Regions from separate parts of the Mus musculus genome. Here region 1 is linked to region 2. The links are chromatin contacts, called in public Hi-C maps. All regions are on one chromosome and are shown on one strand. Each heading gives the region's core, a stretch centred on a gene start, on an enhancer-like site or on the middle of the called end of the contact. The rest is flanking DNA. Distances are from core to core; before and after follow the strand shown.

Region 1 (6,897 bases), core at 380-2,879, 140 kb after region 2:
CCAGCCGCATGCCACACACCTTCTCTTCCAACCCCAGAGGTGCTTAAGCTGCAATGAACCATCGCAGGGGAAGTGGGTGATGGGTACACAGGGGAGTTCACTACCAATCAACCGGTGTGATCAGCCGAGCGGAGGGGAGAAGAGAAGAGACACCCATGACAGGGTGCTGGGAAGCGACTCACCCAGGCTTTTGGTACTGTCTCTTCAGCATCCTGTCCCGTGCTGTGCAGTGGGAACGGCCAGTACATGAAGGGCAGGTGCCTGTGCCACAGTGGCTGGAAGGGTGCCGAATGTGACGTGCCTACCAACCAGTGTATTGACGTGGCCTGCAGCAGTCATGGCACCTGCATCATGGGCACCTGCATCTGCAACCCCGGCTACAAGGGCGAGAGCTGCGAGGAAGGTGAGATTCAGCCAGCCTGCCTCTAAGGTAGAGGCCAACCTGCTCTGTGGAATGGCTTTCAAAGACTCCTGCTTTGAAATCTGACAGAGCTCTGAGTCCTAGCTCCATCTCCTCCATAAAGCCAGGCTACCTTCCCCAGGGGGCCACTGTGAGGGCTGAACGAAATAGCCCATATCAAGCACTTAGTTCGGTGGCTGACACCTAGTAAATGCTCCATAACTGTGGCTCTTATATCAGTAGCGTTATTCGGGGACAGCCAGGCTTCGGCCTCCTTCACCCAGGGTTTGGAAATGGATGGGCTTTACCGTTTGCAGCCGATGGGCAATGGATACACTTGCTACCACCTCCTATTTCCTACCAGCCAGCACCGAGGCTCCTTCCCCAGTGGGGCAGAGAGGTTCCGAGGAAGGCTAGTCTTCTAAACCCACTTAGTATGTGACAGAGAGCCTGCATTTACAGCACCATTTTCTCTTAAAAGAGAGAATGTTAACAGACCTAAAGTAAGAAGCCAGGCGGGATCAATGTCTGAAAGGCATTTCCTGTCTCTGTTACTTATAGCCCTTCAGTGAGCCACTGAGTACTGGTGCAGACCTTAGCTTTGGAGGTGCCGGTAGCTGTTGAAGGAAGATGGCAGCCTGCAGGACATGAGGATCTTCCTTAATTCCCTTTCCTTAAATCACGTGAGGTGAAGACCCTGCGCAGAAGGGTCTAGTAGGAGAGATTCCTATTAGAACAGTGGGATGTTTCACCTGAGCATGTCCATGTGGCATTCTCCAGACAGAAGGACACTGGACAGTGGCCCACGGCTGTGGGATATTTTTTTTCAAAGAGAAAGAAGTAACGTTTAGAGCTCTGATTTACGTTATCCATTTGAAATGAAGTGTTCCTCCTCCTGTTCTCCTTTCTGAAGAGGGCCATCTGGGACTGATCTCTTTTATTATTTCTCGTTCTCTGCTAAAACGTGTTTGTACAGTCTCATGTTTATAATAATGTTTTGGGGGCCTCCTTCCTCCCTCCTCCTCCCCCTCCTCCCTGGGCTCCACGGCTAACGGGTTTCCCGTTTATAAAACATCAGCTAACAAGCTTACTTTTTTTCTCTCTCTCTTCCTTCTGAAGTTTATAGCTCCATATTTTTTTTAAAGCCTGAGAGAAGGCAAAGGCAGGAGGCTTGAAGGGGGACCAGGGGAGGGGCAGGAGAGTGCAGACTCAGATCTTTTGGAGTGAAAAGTGAGACTACGCTGCCTTCCCAGTCCTGAAGGGCATCTAGTGGCTTGTGTGGTCACTGAAGCATGGAGCATTTGGGGGTTGGGGTAGTAGGGAGCCTGTGTTTGCAGCCTGGCCGTGTGGGCACCGTCCTCCATTAATGAGCTAAGCTTCTGCAAGGAATTTTGGCTCTGTGAAAGAGAAAAGGGGGACTGTCTGGTATGCCTTCTAGAAAGAATCTAAACCAAGTTAGCCCACCTCCCAAGCACCTACTCCCTCGCAGGCCTGCTGGTACCTCCTGCATTACACATAGCTCCCAGGAGATAACCCATGTTCATGAGGCTGTCTCGGTGTGAGGGAAGAAGAGAGTTTTATCCTTGGAACTATCCTGTCACCCACAGGCCCAGGAGGAGGCAGACCCAGGCCACTCAAAGCCTCCTTGGCAGAAGGCTACTGTAGCACAGGTAACAGCCCTCAGTTGAGGATCAGAGCTCAGGGCCAATGGCATTCATCAAGTCTAGCCCGGGTGCCAGGAGCTCCTTGTCCCTGTCACACGGAACTCTGTGAGCTTCCCTATGCTTCTCAGGTCACCTGGAAGCATGGAGACCAGATTCTTAAAGAGAAGGCCTCTCATTAGCTCATCTTAGTCTTTATTCTCCTGAGACTATGGGGTTCCCTTTGCTGGTTCCCCGGTCCCTCTGTGTATGAAAGGACAGGTCTGCAATGACAAGTACACTTCACCAAAACTGATACCCTCCCAGGCTGCACTCAAGCATTGGATGTGTACAGGATCCACCCTGAGGGCACCCTGGGCTCCTCGGAAGCAGGGTCAGCCCAAAGCTGGGGCCAGGCATTCACAGGATGGGAAATGCTTTCCTAGGTCTCTTCGTAGGATTTGCCAAGTTGTTTGCTGTCAAGTTGGAAAGCTCTCTGAACCAAGGGAATTGCCACAGTAGTCTAATGGGCTGGAATAATCCTTCTGCGGTTCCGGGATCTGAGGCCCGTCATGAGAATTTATCACTGCTGTTGTCTTTATTATTTTTAATTACCTGAATTTCAGCAGGTCATGCTTTAGCCGTTGTTAAATGGTGTCTGGAGACCATAAGAGAAGAGTCATTTGCCTTCGTTGGGCCTTATTAATCCCCCACACTGTCCTGTTTCCTTCCCTGTTTTGATTTGGCTTCTATTTTTAAACCACTTCATGTGTTTATGTGAGCATATATGCGCAAATGTATTTTTGAACCAGTCAGATTATAAGAGAAAATAGCAAGCAATCTAGACAGGAGAGAGAGGATGAAATGTAAATTCCTTCTGTGCTGCCTTGGAAAAATTATTTAATGAAAATAATAGATTAAATAGAGCTACATAAAAGGCTTAATAGCCAAGAGTAGCACAGACAAGCTTCTAAATGAGTGACAACTTTTGCTACTGTCATTACTGTGATTTTAGAAGCTAGTTACTCTTGGTCCCTTGGCCTTCTCACTTACCACTGAGATTGCCAAGTAAAATTCCTTTTAAAAATGAGGTGGCAAAAGAGCTGGCTCCACAGTCTGGTCCTCAAAACAAATATCCCAGAATGCTCTCTTTCATAAAGTCTCGGCCCCTTTGTGCCTGTGACTCTTTTATACCCAGACCAGGTTTCCAGGTCTGGGTATAAAAGTCAAATATTCTGGATTATAAATGAAATTAGTTAATACATTTGAATGTTTGAATTATAGACAAACACATAGTTTGCATAAGCCTCACTACTCAAAGTCCTGAGAGGATGTAAAAATAACCCTCTTTGATGCTATAGTTCATATAGTCTCTTCTGACCCTCACTGTCACTGCTGGCTCCTTGTAGCAGTCAGAATGGTAGGGATTCTTGACGGTGTCTGTTTCATAGTTAGAAAGCTCAGAGCTTCTATTTAATGAAGAATTCTATCTTAATACAATAAAGCAGAAAACAGTAGAGGAAGGCACCCAGCATCTTGCCAGCATCTTGCTCTTAGTCGACTTGTATATACATACAACACACACAGAGAGAGATGTGCTCACTCACACACATGTGCACAATTGGGTGCATACACACATACGCATTAGAGGAAAATCCTTTCTGATCGATTTTATCTGTGTGTCCTTCTGAACCCTAGTTCCCCCATCTGAGACTCCTCCTCCCTCGTTGCAGTTTTTGCAAACATGGTAGGCTCTGGGTGCCATGCTGATGCTTGTTGGACATTAATACTCAGTTTACCTCACAAGCCAAAGGGCAGGGACTTGTAGCCACATTTTTCAGGTGACGAAACAGTCTTGGAGAACTGGGAACTCAGGTCCACCATTCACTGAAATCCTACTCTTTACTGAACCTGTTACCTCCCCTAGTGGACAGATTAACAGTGTTGTCCTTCCCAAGAGTCTCACACTGCTGTCCCAATACTCACTGTACCATCTTCCTTCCCTGTCACAGTGGACTGCATGGACCCCACATGTTCCAGCAGGGGTGTCTGTGTCAGAGGCGAGTGCCACTGCTCTGTGGGATGGGGAGGCACCAACTGCGAGACACCCAGGGCCACATGCTTGGACCAGTGCTCAGGCCACGGAACCTTCCTCCCAGACACAGGACTTTGCAACTGTGACCCAAGCTGGACTGGACACGACTGTTCCATTGGTAAATACCGGGGAAAGGGTTGGCGAGGGTGGAGGGTGGGTTCGACTGTTACAATTTAACCTTTCAGCACTGGTGGGGGTGTGGCCCTAACTGCAAACTCCTCCTGCTGTGGACTCATTTCCTCTTCCTTGCCCTTACATTCTAATCTTTGATGCCTTTCCTCTTGGTGAGCAGATAATTTAAAAACTTACACCCTCCCCTTGTTCAGCCTTGGGATTCTAAACTGTGTTGTACTGGGCATTTCTGCATAGCTCTAACCAGAATGATGAGAGAATGAATTCAAGGAGGAAAGATTCGTGTCGGATCACAGTTTTTCAGAAAGTTCTTTCCAGGATTGCTTAGGGCATGCCATCTTTTGTAGAGCAAGAGCCAGGAGGGAGGAGGCGGGGATACTCACAGGGTGTGTCCACAGTGGCAGTGTTGATTACTTGCCTGGTTGTTGTGACAAAATACATAGTCAGGGAGCCTGAAGAAGAAGTGAGGACAGGCTATAAACCCCCAGGCCCACCCACAATGACACACTACTTCCATTAAGGCTCTACCTCTTAGAGGCCCCACAACCTGCTCAAATAGCACAACTAGCTAGGGGCACAGGATGCTAACACCTGTGCCTTTGGCAGACACATTCAAACCATAGCAGTGACCTGCTGCCTCCAGCTGTGTTCCAGCTCTCCAGGCTTCCAGAACATCCCAAAGTATCATCACCAGATAAGGGCAAAGCGTGTAGCATAAGAGCCTGTGAGGAACATTCAATGTGAAATGATAGCAAGTGTCGTTTATCAACACTGACAGTAGCGCCTATGATTCCAGATGTGTTTTACTGAGACTTATCTAGTGCAAGGCCACAAGGGGGCCTGAGAGAGCTACAAGAATAGGGGTCATGGGGAAGCACCTGCCCTGCCAGGCTGTCCTTTTAGCTCTGTCCTTTCCTCAGAATGAAAGATGAGCTCAGTATGGATTTTAAGGTCCTCTGAAATCTGCCCCCCAATTCTTTTCTGGCTTAGTGCTTATACTGGACAGCAATTACCATGGTTATGCTGTAGCAAGTGTGTCTGTTAGTGGATACAATCCCAGGACTCAACATAGGCCTGGCCTACTACACCTGCTTGGTAAAGACAGATGGACAGAAGGATAGATAATGAATGGACAGACAGGCAGATGGATGGATGGATAGATAATGAATGGACAGACAGACGGATGAATGGATAGATGGATGGGCAGGCAGACAGCCACATGATAGGGCATCCGGTTCTACAAAGAATAATACATTACCAACCTTCTCTCTATAAGCACCGCCCTGTTTAGACCCGCAAAAGAGGATTAAATGAGAACACACTTGGACTACCTTGTACAGTATTGTTACCAGTAGGCTTTATACACATCTAACAAGTCATTTACTCAATACAAACCCCTTGAAAGAAACTAATCAGCATCCCCCTTTCCAATTCACACCACACTTTAGCACACCTACTGTGTAATGGGTACGATTTTTAGCTAGATATGACAGAGAGATAGGAAAGTGCCCGCTTGGCAGTGCACGAATTCTGCGAAGTGGAGAAAGGAGACTTACCTCAAATCACTGTCCAACCAACCGCTCCACACTGCAAAGCTCAAACCAGCTCATTATGGTATAGATTAACAGTTCTGATCATGATCAAGAGAGATGGCTTTGACCTTTTTCTAAAATGAGACCCATGCCGCATTCATGCCTTTAGAATACCTTGAATTACCTTTCGTGCTGAATGGAGAATTGCTGTTCAATGCACTGTCTAAATTGGACTTTTATCCCTGTTTGCAAAGCTCACGTAAAGACATGATTGTGAGCACAGATGTGCAGAGTCTCAGGAATAATTCTCTTTATATAGCTCTGTTTATTGCAATATAATAAATGGTCCTCTTAAAGCCACGCTGCCTTGTATTGTTCATTATGTGGCCGAAAAGCTAATTTACGATGGGTCTATAACCCGAGTCTTGCACTGTTAAACCCCAATGAAACTCCACAGCCGGGGGGAGGTAGAGATAGCTTCAGCTGAGCTTTCTGAGTGCTCTTCAGTTGTCTGTGAATACAATGATGACAAACCCGAGAGAAGGGGGTTAGAGAGATGGCTCAGTAGGCAAATGCTGTGCAAGCATGAGGATTTGAAGCCAATCCCCAGCACTCCTGTAAAATGCCAGGTGCTACATTATGAATCTGTAACCCCAGCACTGGGCGGGGGGAGGGGGCGTGGGGGGGGGGGCTGGAGAGGGAGGGCATAGACAGGTGAATCCCAAGGGCACTCTAGCCAGCCAGTGCAGCAGAATCAGTGAGCTCCAGGTCCAGTTAGAAATTGCGTCTCAAAAACTAAATGTTGAAAGCCATCAAGGGAGAAAGACAATATTGATCTCTGACCTCTGTATTCATTCTCATGCTTGTGTGTGTGTACTACCTCCACACCTGTGCATACACACACACACACACACACACACACACACACACACACACACAGGATTCATTTGATCTCATCCTCCTTAGTCATAGGTCCATCCTTGTGGCTATAGCTGATGTCAGACATGTATGTGGACTCATGCAGAAAGACATAGGAGAGTCCTGTGCTGGGGAGAAACCCTGAAGCAGATAGATCTGGGTTCAAATCCTGGCCAAGCT
Region 2 (6,813 bases), core at 4,075-6,574:
GTTAGTGAGGGCAATGGGTATTGGTAGACAATAGAGAGAGGCTGCCACAAGCAAAACCTAACATAATTAGCTCTACTCCTCTGCCTGCAGGGCCAGTATGGGATGCGATGAGATAATGGTGTGAAAGGGTTTTCTGCACCAGCAAGGGTTCTGCACATGGGATGAATTGTTATTATCCTTATGAAATAATTACATTTCTATTATAGAACAATAGCTGATACCTGAATGCAGTCTTCTGTGCTATTCCTGCCTTTGCCCCCTTTCTTGTCATGCTGTGCCCCTTATATACACATGCACACACACACACACATGCACACACATACCCCTACACATAAATGCACATATACATACACATGCACACTCATCTCCCACATACATGTGCACACCACCCACACAATGCACACACATGTGCACACACATGCCACACACATGTACACACACATACATGCACAGGCATGCACCACACATATGTGCACACACATACCCGTGTGCATGTACCCATACACACAAGTCATATGCCAAGAACTTCACTGTAGTGGTTGACAGTGCTCTCTGTAATGCTGCTTATAAAGATGTCACTCTGGAAAACAACATGCACTGGAGAATCAGACCATCATGGATTCCAGTCCAGCTTTGTGCAGTTGCCATGCTGCATCACTCTATGTACGTTACATAATTTTCTAAAGATGTTTCTTTGCAAAGTAGGAGCAATAAACTCACTGCCCAGGTTCCTGTGAGAATCAGAGATAAGACACATCAGGTATCATGTCTGGTGCAGAACAGGTAACAAGTGACCACAAATGTTCAAATGGAGCTTTTGGGTCTGCACTCTTATCCCGTACAAGCCGGCAGTGCAGGAGCTAACACTGTCCCCATTCTACAGTGAAAGTGCTGAAGCTCTGAGAACTTAGAACTTCTCACTCAGGATAGCACAGCTTGTAAATGGTAAAACAGGTAGGAACCCAAGCAGGTAACTTCAGGCTTCTTGCTCTGGCTGCTCCAGTCCACCATTTCCTGCTTGTGCATATCTGGCTGTAAGAGCTAGACTGTTTGTAAGCTTCAGAGTGGAGTGCTTAGCTTCACAGACTGTGGGTCTTCGGCCATTTGGACTCACCTCTGGTCCTTTCTATGCCTGGATGACCACAGGACCTTGACCAGGCTGACTGAGCACTGTAAAAGGAAGACTCCTCCTCTCTGAAATGGGAATAATATAAGCATCTGCACCATCAGATTGTTGTGGGATTAAATGGATATGTGTCTTCCACACCATGTGAAAGACTGCTAAAGAGAAAGGATGGGATCGATAGTAACCACTGTGAGCATTGTTGTGATTAACGAGTCATTTTTTTCCTCCCCTGCATAAAATTCCTCCTGAGAGCAAAGGATTCGGTTATTCAGGCAGAACGCTCGAGGGTGGCTTCTTTCAGAAAATCATAGACTTTCAGAATGTAGTCACTTAACCTTCCTGAACTTCCCTCTTCTCATCTGCTAAATGGGGGTAATAAAGAGGAACTCGGAGAGACAGACTCGGGACTCGCAGAATGGCGAGAATCAATCTTGCTAGCTTTATTACTGGAGCTTTAGGAGGGCGCTAAAGGTAGCCTTGTCACGTGCTCATTTTCAGCTTCAGGGAAGTTTGGTGGCTCAATTCTCATGGTACAGCTTACTTGGTTGCTGCTGCTAAGTCTAGAGCCAAAGAAGGAGTGGCAGGCAAGATTGTACAGTAAGCTTTCTTAGATCGTAAGTCTCTCCACTCATCTCTGTGACAGAAACATTCAACTCATCCCACTATTCCTTAACAGGAGTGTGCTGTTTCCTACCTTTGGACCTCAGCATATGCAGGTCCTTTGGCATGGAACATTGACCAACCTACCCTATGCATACTTAGCACACAACTGTGCCTACCTGCCTCCTAAGCCTGACCCCTCAGCTCACCACCAGGCTTCTGCAAAAGTGTCATCTCCATTAGGAAATGGACACTGAGTTAAGGGCCTGCTCTGGCCTGTCCCACCACCACACTCTATGCATTTAGTACAACAGGTACCCAGGAAGTGAGATATGATTAGAATGTCTGAACTAGTCTGTCCAGTGCAATTCCTCATAACATTATGAGGAATTGACCTACTGTGCATTTTATTGGCCTTTAAACCAAGATCTTTTACAAAGACAGGTAAGGGCCCAGTCTAAGTCTGCAGTTCTACTGGAATATTGGTTAAAACCAATGTGGAACTGTGAGCAATGAATGGTCTGGTCATGACCCATGTATAGAAGAACCCTTTAAAAGGAGCTTTGAGCATCTCCTGTAGCTGATAATTGCATTCTCTGGCTTGCCCAAGGACCTAAGGTAATTCAGACAGAACTGTTTTAAATGCACACACCTGCCTCTCCCACCACCACACTCTATGCATTTAGTACAACAGAACCTCCTAAATGTATTTCCGACCATGCAGGCCCCCCTTTCTTCTCTCATTTTCCCAGACACATGAAACTCAAAGCCAACACAGACCTTGGAATTGGTCAAGGAATGCTGTCCCTCAGGATCCGCTCACAGAACTGACCCGTCCAGCAGGTCCAGTTATTCGAGGGTCTCGAGGGGACCTTCTCCTAAAAACCAAATGGGGGGATAGAGAGAGACGACAACCTTGTGTAAAGAACGACACACTGAAGCAGTCTGAGTAACATCGAGGTTCCAAGGTATTGAGCAAGGCCCAAGGCTTAAATGCACAAGCAAAAGAGGAAGTGCCTTTCAGCAGGAAGGATGGGGCAGTAGAATTGCACAAGCAAAAGGGGAAGTACAGGTACTTATCAGCGGGAGGGGTGGGGCAATAGAACTTCACATTCTTTATGCAGTTACAAGGGGAAACAGGAACTTGGCGTTATCAGGGTACATCTTGAGGTAAGGACATCCAGCGCTGACTTAGGGCTGGAACAATCTGTGGTTGTTCTCAGAGCGGTGCGTCGGTGGCCCGCTTTTGACCACCTTTTCTTCTCAGGGGTAGGGGGGAGGCCCAATTCAGAGATCAGGACAATAGTGTTGTCTTAATAGCTCCCAACACGGAACAAATGAGAAACTTTGTACACCTGATGGCGTGCTCTGTGTTCTGCCCTCCAGAAAGCAAGGCTCTCTTTTGCCAGCCATGCTGTGGTTCTGGTACCCAGGAAGTGAGATATGATTAGAATGTCTGAACTAGTCTGCCCAGTGCCCTGAGCTTCCAAAGTATAAACTCTATCTACAGATGAGCCTTTTTAGTTAAAAAAAAAATCAGAGGTATTTAAAGCCTTCCCCCAGCCCCACTGAATCCAGTTTACTCTGTTAGGCTGGGCAGAAAGCCTTGAAGAGCAAGCCAATTGTCCATTTTTTGGTGTCTAACCCCTACCTCAATGCCACTGATCTCTTAGTGACACTGGGTAGACAGTCTTATCTCCTTGTGTTTTTTTCAAACATCATGACTTCCTCCTATCCAGCCCTCATTTTCTTCAGCAGTGAGATGAGGATAACACTTATTTCATAGAGGTGTATGTGGAAGTCCTTTACATGTGAATGGACACCAGCTGAATAAACCTTATGTGGGCAAGGAGCAGCATTAAGGCAGATACCCTTTGGGCATTGTGGGAAGATCTAGATTTGATTTGTGAGTTGTTGCTATAGATCACTTGACCATTATAATGGTCACTTGACCATTTTGTCAGTCAAAGAAGATTCTATGCTCCACAAAATGGTACTGTAGGTTAAATTGAGTCCTCCATCACTCCACAGCTTCGCAAAACTAGATAGGATGCAATTCTAGCCTCCAGTAGCTCAGCATATGAATCTGGTCACTGTAATAGCTGTTAGCTAAGATGAGGTCATCCTGAATAGGGTGGGACCCTAATTCAATAGGACCAGTAACCTTATAGAGAGAATGCCATGTGAAGACAGAGACACACATGGAGAGCATCCTCTGGCAGACAGTAAAGTGAGATGCTATAGCCATGTTGGAAGTCAAGGAATGCCAAACATTTAGCTAAGAAGTCAGGCGGGAGTCCCTCACAGGCTTCGGAGGCAGGTTGTGGTGGTTAATGTTGACAGTCAACTTGGCAGGACCAAGAATCACCTAGGAGACAAATCTCTGGGTGTGTCTGTGAGGGAATTTGTAGTTGAATTCATTGCTGTTGGAAGACACACCCTGAATGTGAACACCATCGGAGTCTGTGAGCTGAGGTCCAGGGCTGGGTACCAGCACACACCTCCCTGCTTCCCAGCTGGGTAGATACAATGCAGCCTGCTGCCTCAAGTTCCAGCTGCCCTGTCTTCCCCACTGTGGTGGGCTCCATCTTCAAACTATGAATGAAAATAAATCCTGCCTATCCTAAGTTGCCTTTGTTCACCACAGCAGCTGAGGAAGGATGCCCTGGCCCCGCCTATTTCTTGATTTTCAGATTTGAATAGTATTGGTTCAATAGGGACTAACGGCTTTTGCGAACACTGTGGCAAAGCACACCTAAAAAGCTCAAAAGAATGTTCCATGCACCAGAGGCCTGTGGTAAATGTCCTTCTCACACAAAAGCTCCTTTCCCTACACGATGCAGTTGAGAGTAAAAAGTAAGTCTGTTTCTCCATCACGTTCTTCCTTAAAACCTGATCAAGGATTCCTTTTGAAAACCTCCCTCTGGGGCTACCCTGGATGAGACAAAGTCACTGGGAAACGAGACTGAGCAACCTGTCTACTCTGCCCCTAAGTGTTTCTCTTGATTTTTCAAGGCAGATCTCTGGAGCTCGCTGGCCAGCCTAGCCTAAGAGTGTGGGCTTAGGACCCATCAAAGAACGGTCCACAGCCCATCCTGGCACCCACCATCTTAGTAACCTTGAGCATCTTGCTTAAACATCCTATTCTACATCTGTCAGCGGGTCTACAGACTGAAGGTGATGATTCACTTAAAAATGGTTCCATAGAGCTGGACACACAGTAGGTGCTCCATTACTGTCAGTAACCACTCTACCCTCCAGCAGCTAGCTCTTTGCCCCCAGGGCTTCCATATCTCTTGCCTCTTCCCTCTAGGCCCTAGATCCCCCACATCTGAGTAGCGGGCCTGGCAATCGGGTTATGCTCTTCCTCGCTTATGAGGCCTAGGATGTTGCAGCTGTGTAAATGGAGTGGGAGAAGGCAAATATCTGGAGACACAGCCCCAGGAAGTAATAAATGATGTTGAGCAGCTGTTTGGAAGTGCTTTCTTAATCACATCTCAGAGTAGAAGTTAAGCTGCCCCAGCCTCCCTGATAGAGCAGAGCTCTCTCTGTAGCCAGATTGTTTGAGGCTCACCATCAATTTCAGTGGCTCTTTGGTCACATTTGCCAGCATAGTTTGACAGAGAGAAATAATACAGATGGCCTTGCATCTTCCTCTCCCACATTCCATGGAAAGTAGCCTGCTGCCCTATCACAATCCTAGCCTCCAGGGGCCTAGATAAAGGATCTTATACTCCTCTAGGAAAGGCTGCAAAAGTCCGTGAGAAGCCTCAGTTGGGACTTGAAACTTAGAGCAGTTGCCAGTCACCCTGCCCATCAGTACCTCCCTCACCAATCTTCTCTTCCTCTGCATCCCTGCCTCTCTCCTGTAATGTGATGCATCTCTGTCTCCTGCATCCTGGAGGTCTGAGTCCCTCCAGAATGAGGGCTGGTTTTAGGCTGTGTTTGCAGTCCCATTCAAGGCCCCCACAGAACTGCCTTGGGGTTTGACTGTGGTTGGCCAGGAAATGGATATGAGAGGCAAGAAGGGAGAGGAGAGAGGGAGGGAAGAAGAGAGAGAGAGAGGGAGAGAGAGAGAACATGATGAATATATTTGTGTTCATTTCTTTTTCATGAGACCCATTTTGAGTAGAACCAAATTGACATCCTGAGTTTTTAAAAGATGAAGCAACCTGCTGGAAGTCTGAGTTCCAGGTCTCGAGCTTACTCAACTCCCCTAGGCTAGAGTCTCATTTAGCTCCTTAACAGTTGGAATCACGTGTCATCGCACAAACCACATCACCCGTCCTCATTTCCCCTACCCATAGAAGGAGAAGGATGGAGTTAGATCAGAGGCGACGACAAATGAGATGCTTGTGTGTAAACTGTAACACTATCACATCTCACAGCTTTTGTGATTAGGAGCTTAGGGAGTTATGATATACTCTAACACTCAATGGGATCCATCCCAGCATGTAACAGACTCCAACTACGTGTGGAATCACTGTGTTGGCTGTGGGCACATGCAATGAATAAGATCCATCCCTGTCCTGGGAGGACATGACTCATAAGACACATGTACCTGGTGACCTTCCTTTGCAGAATTTATCCATCTATAACCTGGCCGCTGGAAAGACCTCCAGACTCATCTGTAGTCTTCTCCATATTAATTCCATTCATCTAGCCCAGTTAGTTTCTTTGCTGTGCCTCAAACGACCATGGTCCTGCTATAAGGATTTTGTCATTGCTAAGTTTGCTGCCTGAAGCAGAGGCAATCTCCAGATATTGAATGGCTCATATTTCAGTTACTTTTACTGGCACCTCCTCAGGGAGACTACTCTTTACCACACTGCAGAAACAACACAGCCACCATATCACACCTGACTCTGTACTCATTTAATGTCTCTTCGTTTTACTTACCCCCACATTCACACTTGATTGTCTTCCATATAGATATTTTCTCATTGATTGTCTTTTCCACTAGAATGCAACTTTTCAGAAGGCAGGGATCTGCCCTTCTTTGCCTGTAATTCTCAGAACAGTGCCTGGCCAAGTAGGCACAAAATAAGTCATTTGAGAAAAATTTCAGCGTTGCAACTGAGTTTTAT

What was found. A called contact is a pair of places that touch in the nucleus more often than the background predicts.
Region 1: a contact with region 2 is called in a Hi-C map of the N1E-115 cell line, with 3 times the contacts expected there. The contact joins two enhancer-like sites. A contact is called at or near these places in 3 of 39 promoter capture datasets (the HPC-7 cell line, embryonic stem cells and stem cell-derived epiblast-like cells), 5 of 484 Hi-C or Micro-C datasets (the N1E-115 cell line, Sertoli cells and uterus) and 2 of 9 other capture datasets (adipose tissue and pancreatic islet).

The regions. Positions count from the first base shown.
Region 1 is chr7:96,773,767-96,780,663 of GRCm38.p6, forward strand. It overlaps Tenm4 (teneurin transmembrane protein 4), which reads left to right. Exons shown (of 33, transcript NM_001310762.1): 15 at 209-403; 16 at 4,053-4,253. Among named protein-coding and RNA genes, the nearest start is that of Gm15413, 24 kb to the right of the region's middle. Within about 2 kb of position 1,630, at least 23 of the 459 cell types and tissues checked have an H3K27ac peak or open chromatin away from gene starts, as enhancers often do. A contact at or near this core is called in the N1E-115 cell line, where this site is marked.
Region 2 is chr7:96,627,882-96,634,694 of GRCm38.p6, forward strand. All of the region lies in intron 6 of Tenm4 (teneurin transmembrane protein 4), which reads left to right. Among named protein-coding and RNA genes, the nearest start is that of Gm15413, 170 kb to the right of the region's middle. Within about 2 kb of position 5,325, at least 6 of the 459 cell types and tissues checked have an H3K27ac peak or open chromatin away from gene starts, as enhancers often do. A contact at or near this core is called in the N1E-115 cell line, where this site is marked.